3 separate regions of the Zea mays genome follow, and regions 1 and 3 are each linked to region 2. A link is a contact called in public Hi-C data. All regions are on one chromosome and are shown on one strand. The core of a region is the stretch at or near the end of the contact, and the rest is flanking DNA. Distances in the headings are between cores, read along the strand shown.

The links. Hi-C and Micro-C count contacts between places; a contact is called where the count stands out from the background.
Region 1: a Hi-C map of tassel shows a contact between it and region 2, with 2.1 times the contacts expected there. The contact joins the promoter of LOC100383458 here to the promoter of LOC732737 in region 2. A contact is called at or near these places in 2 of 25 Hi-C or Micro-C datasets (ear and tassel).
Region 3: a contact with region 2 is called in a Hi-C map of tassel, with 4 times the contacts expected there. The contact joins the promoter of LOC100282042 here to the promoter of LOC732737 in region 2. A contact is called at or near these places in 4 of 25 Hi-C or Micro-C datasets (ear, endosperm, leaf and 1 more).

What each region holds. Positions count from the first base shown.
Region 1 is chr1:26,372,348-26,375,047 of Zm-B73-REFERENCE-NAM-5.0, forward strand. LOC100383458 reads right to left here and starts at 1,390. Exons shown (of 7, transcript NM_001176106.1): 1 at 1,310-1,390; 2 at 446-1,100; 3 at 1-218. The coding sequence starts at 1,064. LOC100273068 reads right to left here. Exons shown (of 3, transcript NM_001147517.1): 3 at 2,474-2,700.
Region 2 is chr1:26,191,307-26,194,006 of Zm-B73-REFERENCE-NAM-5.0, forward strand. LOC732737 (ROUGH SHEATH2-interacting KH-domain protein) reads left to right here and starts at 1,273. Exons shown (of 12, transcript NM_001112366.2): 1 at 1,273-1,494; 2 at 1,634-1,874; 3 at 2,004-2,102; 4 at 2,219-2,253; 5 at 2,321-2,396. The coding sequence starts at 1,427.
Region 3 is chr1:25,949,852-25,952,551 of Zm-B73-REFERENCE-NAM-5.0, forward strand. It overlaps LOC100282042, which reads right to left and starts at 1,295. Exons shown (of 9, transcript NM_001154955.2): 1 at 1,110-1,295. The coding sequence starts at 1,206.

The sequences.
Region 1 (2,700 bases), core at 140-2,639, 180 kb after region 2:
ATCGGAGCCATAACCTTGTATCAGTTGGAATGTGCTCCCACCGTCCTCAGTTGCATGCGCAGTTTTAGCATTGTCCTCAGTTGCATCCGCAGTTTTAGCATTGTCCTCAGTTGAAACATCACTGAACTTTGACACATTAACATTTCCAGTACATTCAACAGTCACAGGCAAAGAAGTTTCTGGGGTAAGGGGCTGCTTTGATGGAGAGTCCTCATCCCCTGGAAATTGCATTACAAAGTCAATGTTTAGAAACATGTCGAAGTGAAAAATAATCTAAAATGCCAAAGTCAGGTACAACATTCATGCACAGTGATGTTTTTCACCGTATGGACTATCAGATGACATTGCTGTGACACCAAATGCAGCAGTGTAAATAATGTGCAAGTTTCAAACAGAGTAATAGTATCACTGTACTGAGATAGGGGAGGGAAAGGGGAGTGCTAACCATCCATGTCCATATCTGAGTCATCAGAAACAATTAGCTGAGTAGCTGCTTCCAGAGTTTTGGCAAAACGACCACCTTCAGATGCACCTTCTTTTGCTTCTGCCTCTGCGCCGCATGACTGTGCAACAACAAGTGTGTGAGGAGGAGAATATGATGCTGCTGCTGCTGCTTCTGGTGGTGGTGGTGGTGGTGGTGGTGGTGGAGAAGGAGGAGGAGGAGGAGGCAGAGATGGAGGCAGCACATTATCATGAACAAAGCCAGGCGGCCGAGGTGGAGGTGGAGGGAGGGGCGGATACTGTGGAGGGGCCTGATGCATAGCTTGTTGCGGAGGCAGCGACCCTGGCATTGGCATCGACCCATAACCTCTCTGCTGTGGCGGAAGCATTGGCATCTGGTGCATCCGACCATGCTGCGCAAAGGGGTATGGCTGGTTCTGATGTGGCAGCACGCCATGCTGGTACGGCCCAGCCGGAGGCCGCACTCCAGGGTGCTGTGGGTAAGGTGGCCGAGGCGGTGGCACAGGTTGCTGGGGGAAGGACCCAGTTACCCCAGCTTGCTGCTGGGGCGGAGGCGGGCCATGGCGATAGTGTGGATTGAAGCTCCCTCCCTGCCCGTACATCTCTAGCTCGACAATCAATCCCTCGCGCGAAACTTCCTGGAAAGTTGAAATTTTAATCAGACCTCGTCAACAGTAAGCGCCCGATTAAAACCAAAACAAAACTACGCGCGATAACGCGATTGGCATAATGAAATCACCTCAAAAACTCCAAACCCTAGATCAAACCTAAGCAGGGATCGAACCAATAGTAGTAGCATCGCCACTGACAGAGCAAAGAACGAGGAGGAGGAGAGCTCCGCGATTACCTGCTACGAGTACGGAAACGAGACCCGCTGCGTCCTGGGGGAGGCTCGGATTCGGGTCGGAGCGGAACCCCGGCTCCTCGCTATGGCCTGAGACCCTCTGGGGGGCCCGGCGCGGCGAGGGGAGGTCGAGCGACGACGGCGCTAGGTCGCTGGGGTAGGTTAGGATTGCGAGATTTTGGTTTCGCGGTGCGGCACGGGGCCACGAGGATGACCCGGCGCCGATGGAGTGAGCAATTAGCAAGGACGGGTCCGTGCGACGAAGGTCTTTGGGTTTACAACGGGAGGAGAGCGCAATGACGGCGATAGAATAGAAACCACATCTTGGGAGAATCTCGGCCGCAAATGGATCGGACGGAAGTTGGGAATGAATAAAGGCCGCAATGACGGCGATACAAATTATGAGGTTAAGCAGTTCCGAACACTCTATTAAAGTACTTTAAAAAATTTAGAGGTTTAAACTTTAGAAAAGAGAATCAAACCGATTCTGACATTCCTTACCGCAAAGACAGTTGTGCCTACACTACACTTGCATTTTTTACGAACCCTGGTTCTTCTATTCGAAGACTTCATCAATATTTCTTCTTGCGGGGACTTCAAAGTAGTATTTGCACAACAGCCAACTCTACTATTATCATTTTAATGCGGTCGTTATTTTAATTGTCCTGATGGGATACGTTGCCAAGTGCCCAAGCAAAGCTACTTGAACGGCTTCGCTTTCAGATTTTCAGCACAGTAAAAAATTTGCCCGGGAGCACAGTAAAATTGCAATGCATACGCCAAGAGCAAGCAAAGTTACTTCAATAGCATCATATTTGACAAGGTACAAAATTGCAGAGTTACAGGATTTTCTCATAACAAGGTACTACAAAATTGTCACGTCAACGTGTGCTTTGTTAGAAACATAAAAGGTCTCCAATGTGTAAACTCCTTGCAGCCCAAACAAATAAAAAAACTGTGCTCTTTGCACCGGCTTAGAAAGCACAATGGAGCTGCCCTTATGCACCAACATCGATGATTACAAAACTTTCTTTTCAGCAAAAGAACCAATGGCTTCATCACCAACAATAAGGTACAGAACAAATAGGGAAACTCCAGCAGAGAAATGACTAAACATAGATCATAGTATCACCGTCACCGAACTGTATGAGATAGATGCTTTCGTATAGGAAGTATTCAATGCAGGTATATTTGCCATCCTATCATAACAATTTTGCGTTACAAATGGAAGTGGTAGTATAGTAATAAAGAATTGCACAGTGATAATTAGGTCCCCTCCATGACTTCTAATATCTAAAACATGGGATTTTGTAGCTCCTAGTTCATGACTACATTCATCCATATGCTTCTTCCCAAGTACTAGTCAATACAAAAACGCTCAGGTGAGGCTGTCC
Region 2 (2,700 bases), core at 23-2,522:
TTATCAATCAGTGCGGGAGTGATGTCGTTGTGGTGCTTTTGAACCTATTATTAGAATGCATCAGTCAAACCCGCCTTCAGTCTAGTGGCGTTGTACTCCCATTTCAACAAACTGTAAATGATCTAGTTGTGAATGATATTATAATTGTGATGCTTTTGTGAATATATAATTATGGTGCTTTTGTGTTTATGTGATGGATCTATGACTGTGGTATACTGATTAACTGTGTATGTGCTTTATGATTTGTGTATAAAAATCTGTGATTTGTGGTGCTTAATTAAATATATATTATTATTAATAGCAACCGTAAAAAGAACGACTTTCTGTTGGTTGCTAAATGTATAGTATGATGACTTACGGTTGGTTGCTAAATCTATAGTACAACAACCCACGGTTGGTCGCTAAATATACAATATTAGCAATGGACGGTCGGTCGCTAAAGCCTTTAGCGACGACACTTACAGCGACCATCCTTATGGGTCGCTAAAAGTTTTAAGCGGCCAACCGTAGGTCGCTGTAAGTGAACCGTCGTGTAGTGTGAGCCAAACTAAGTCCAAAATGCATTTTTTGCTACAAAAGGAGTTAGAGACTAAGTGCAAGTGCTAGAAACATTGTAATGGACCTATACAACATGTTCAAGAGTGTAAACCTCATAGATTTACCATTTTACTCCAAGTTACATTTCCGAAGCCCTGTTTCGTCTCTTCTTGACTTGAATTCCAATTGCCTTCAAGTGGATCTGTGCTTATACTTATATCAAAAAAGTTAATCCATGATGGTGTATTGGACATTTAATCACCAAAACTAATAGAAATGACTATATGACACATTTACCTTTTAATCATCCCTCATCCTTCCCCCTCTCCCTCCCCCATGATCTCGTCGCTCCTAGCCTCTCCCTCCCCCTCCCTCGCGCCGCTGTTGCCACTGTCGATCTCTTCTCTCTTTAGGATCATAGTATTAGCACATGTTATATGCTAGTGTTAACCAAAAGGCCGAGAATGATATGAGTTGAAAAAGATATTCATTTTTATAACGTGCTCGATCGTTCGTTCTCTTTCACCTAGTGAGATAGTACTATTCAGATGTGTTGTGTTGCGTGTGACTTCGTATCATATTGGATTTAGGTGTCTTGCACAACGCACAAAACTGGGTGATTTGAAAGACTGTAGATACAGTACCGAAGAGATAATTAGAGATATTCGTCATGTGGTGTGACTTGTGTTAGCTGAAAAGAGGAAAAAGAGAGAGAGAAAACACCACACGCGGATACGAGGGCAAAGGGGCAACGCGTCCAACCGGCCGGACCTCACCGGCTCATCCCTCATCGCCCTAGTCCCCAAGGGCCAAGTCCCCAACCCCGGCTGACGACTGTGCCCGTCTCCTTCCCTGATTCATCCGCAAGCCCACCCGTCGGCGATCGTCCATGACGGAGGATCGAGCGCACAAGGTCGCCGACGAGCCCGCCGCCTCAGGCAGGCAAAGACCTGAAAGGTACCCAGCACCCTCCCGCGCTCGCTCTCCTATCCGTCACGGTCATGGATCGGGAAACCTAGTGCTCTGCGCGCCGCTCTCGCGGTTGAGACTGGGGTTGGGGATGCCGAGCCGCTGAAACATGTGCGTTCTTGTTTAGGAAGAAGAGGAAGTGGGATCAACCCGCGGAGGACTTGGTCTCCGCGGCGGTGACGGCTGCTGCCGTGTCGGGGATGCCTGTGATGAATTTCGGTGCTCTTCCTGGCGTTGTACTGCCTGGCGTCACCGCATATGGAGCTGCTACATTGCCAAGTGTAGTCCCTGTTCCGTATTCATTGCCGCCCCATATTGCACCATCGGTGCTCCAGAATGCTGCTGCAGCAGCCCAGAAATTGAGTCAGGTGCGATATATGTTTCTCATACCATACTGTTTTTTGGCTCCGAGAGGTACTGTGGACAATTATAATCTAGGGTTATCTGAGTGCATCTATGTCAAAATGTCATTACTTGTGTGGCTCTTTTACTATCAGGCAAAAATACCAGATGAGGTCATTGCACGGGAAATTGTTATAAACGATGCAGATCCATCTGTGCGATATAAGCTTACAAAACGACAAACACAAGAAGAGGTAAATCCTTAACCAGACAAGTCTAGGTTACCGATGAACTTTGTTCATTCTAAAACATTGTATTTGCATTCGTTATGGTCAAAGAAGGTAATTATGATGTTCCTGATACTTAACAGATTCAGAAATGCACAAACACTGTCATCATTACCAGGTATCATCTGACATGCCCTCTTGGTTTTGACGGTTCATTCCTGAGACTACTTGTTTTACCTTGTAAGGGGAAAATATCACCCTCCAAATTTACTTCCTGATGGTGAGAAGCCCCTCTATCTACATATCTCTGCTGGATCTCAGGTAAATATTATTCTTTCTTCCGAATTCTGCTTGCCTTCATTTTGTTGTAACCATAATAACTTTACTACTTTTATTTGGTGATATATACCTGAAATTTCTGTAATGCAGCAGTTATTTTATTAGTTGTATAATTATAAAATGGACTATTTTATGGCTGTCTGCATGCATTAACTGTTGTGTTTTCCATCTTTTCCTTTCTTGTTTCTAACTATTATGATGGTGACAATTATCTTATTATTCTTTTGTTTTTAATTCTATGTCAAGTACAACTTATTGACTCAATCACCATGTTAAAGTTATGGAA
Region 3 (2,700 bases), core at 45-2,544, 240 kb before region 2:
ATACTTCCTGGTAACTGATACAAATGCAGGTCCCTATTTATGGTCTACCTTGTTGATAATCTGGTAAAATTAATAATGGAAAATATAGACAAATTTACCCTCGCCGTTTAAGAATGAAATAAATAACTAATCTAAAAAAATATATCTGCAATGTACTTGTTGAAGAGCATTTTACTGAATAACCACCCAATGGAAAACAAAACATAATAAATATGCACAAGTAGTCTCTTTTGCGTCAAGAAAATCCCAGATTTAGTTCGATCAACATTTAAACTCACGAGGCCAAAGTACTAAGCTCCAGTATGCTTCAACCTCTCACCATGAGAACACTCAATTTCCCACTGTACCTTGCCATCAACCAACCATGCGTTTGGTTGCAATGACAGGACGGGATGGGATGGGACGATCCCTTAAATTAGGTTGTTTGGTTCTGGGTCAAGGGTTGGGACATGACTATCCAGTGTTGTCCCCTGTTGTCCCTCAAAATTAGAGGGACGAGAGATGACGTAAGGGGACGACCCTGTCCTAGCTGTCCCGCAACCAAACGCACCCCAAATTAGCAAAGTTGAGTATTAGCTCAATCTGACCACCAATCCAAGGGTTGGAAGAGAAAATCTTAAGCGGACAGGATTGGAAGAAAAAAGAATAAGCAGGGAAAGTAAGAGATTTGGCGCATGCTTTGAACATGCAAGTGAAAGTTACAGAGAACTAATTTAGCTAATAAAATGCTTTGAACAGCTCCCGCCATGCAGACTACTTTAGCGAAGATGAAAAATGACCGCACTTTCACCCTTACTTTTGAGAATAAATGGGCAATCCATCGTCAAAACAATAAGCTACCATTAAATAACAGAGCGTGCTAAATTATATGATACATCAATTGTCATAACAGAATCATAAGTTGGCTGTGTGCAGTCGCAGAAACAAGTCATTTTTCTAACCAAAAAGAAAGTAGGCAAGGACAAGTGGTTACCCATTTCCCAACAAGTATAATCAGCTAATCACAATTTAACATCAACCAGATCGAGATCCTAAGTCTCAACCTCACATTTTATCAACCATCCGTTCCCACTCTGTCTGAGGCGGAGGGGGAAAAGGCGGGCACTTACTGAAATAGTTGGGGAGGTGGGGAGACGGCGCTGAGGGGGACAGGCTCTGGCCGCTAACTCCGGGGGCGGCATGGGGAGAAGACGGAGACGCCGCCATGGTCGCCGACGCGTGAGATTCTCGATGAGGTCTAGTATAAAGCAGGTCGAAAGGTTTAGGGTTTAGAACGGCGCGCCATGGACACGGCTTTGGTCACGTTTCTGCCACGAGAAGGCAGGAGTGCACTACCTATATAATATCAAACTACGTGAGTGACCGTGTGTTACAACGGAAACATATAATATCACGATAAATTATGTATAAATATGTGTTATATTGTTATTTTAATCTAACTATTTCACCAGCACATTGCAACCATTAGTTCTATATATAATAGTAGAGTGTCATGCATTGCGATAGAATATAAATCATTTAATGAAATATTAATTCATAACGATTACATGAAAATGAACTATATATATATATATTGTCATCAACCTCGCTAAAATCTTTACCAACAACTAATACTGAACCGATTTTGATGGTGATTTGTGTCATATTTATCACACTTTTGATTGTTTAGGGTTTATGGTTTTAGGGTTTAGGACAAATGTGTGTTATATTGTTATTTTAATCTAACTATTTCACCAGCACATTGCAACCATTAGTTCTATATATGATAGTAGAGTGTCATGCATTGCGATAGAATATAAATCATTCAATGAAATATTATTTGTTCTAGTTAGTTGCTCGTGCGTTGCGACGGTACACGAACACCGCTGATAAAAGCATTAGTAGTAATTAATTTTGGATCACTTCATGAGATGTGCTCTCCCGACAGGAGGAAAAGGAGGAAAGACTCATTCATTTTTTATTCATCAATTAGAACAAAGTAGAATAAGCAACTAAACACCGTACATGTTCATATATCAAACCCATATATTGTCTAATAGCTACACATGTGGTCAACAAAATATTATTAATCAATTAAGAGATTTCCTATGGATGTGCGATGTGTCAATACTAATACGCCATTTTTTCCTCAAAAACAATGATATAGGGAGATGCTATTTTGTAAACATTAGTAAAGATTTGTAAATAGTTTATATTGGCTAATTATTGATAATAGTTATCTTTGGATATTCTGCATCGTGCCTCTGACATAGTAGTCGACGGCCTGCTGCAAGGGCCTTGTACTCCATGACAGTGGCCATGTCCCACTTGAGTGTGCCTAACACGGCGCACGCTCCACATGTGTATGTGCCGAACCTGATCAGCGGTGAATCCCCAATGCGCCCGAGCATCTTGCTCATCAACCTGTGGACATGGCTGCCGCACACCCCAACGTCTCCTATGCGTACACACTGATGGGCAACCCGTTCATCACCATGCCCGCCTTGTGTACGTTCTCGTTGTCCACGCTGTTCGCGCTCGCGTTGCATTTGTCCATCCCCATCGGTGGGATGAGGTAATCGAACTACGCGAGCGCGAAAAGTAGGAAAAGCCATCTTTTCTTCTTTAAGATCTTCGTCTTCCACACTATAATATAATAATCAAGGATAAGAGTTGTAATTCATGAGTCACTTCTATACTATACTAATCCCTGCTCGTCCC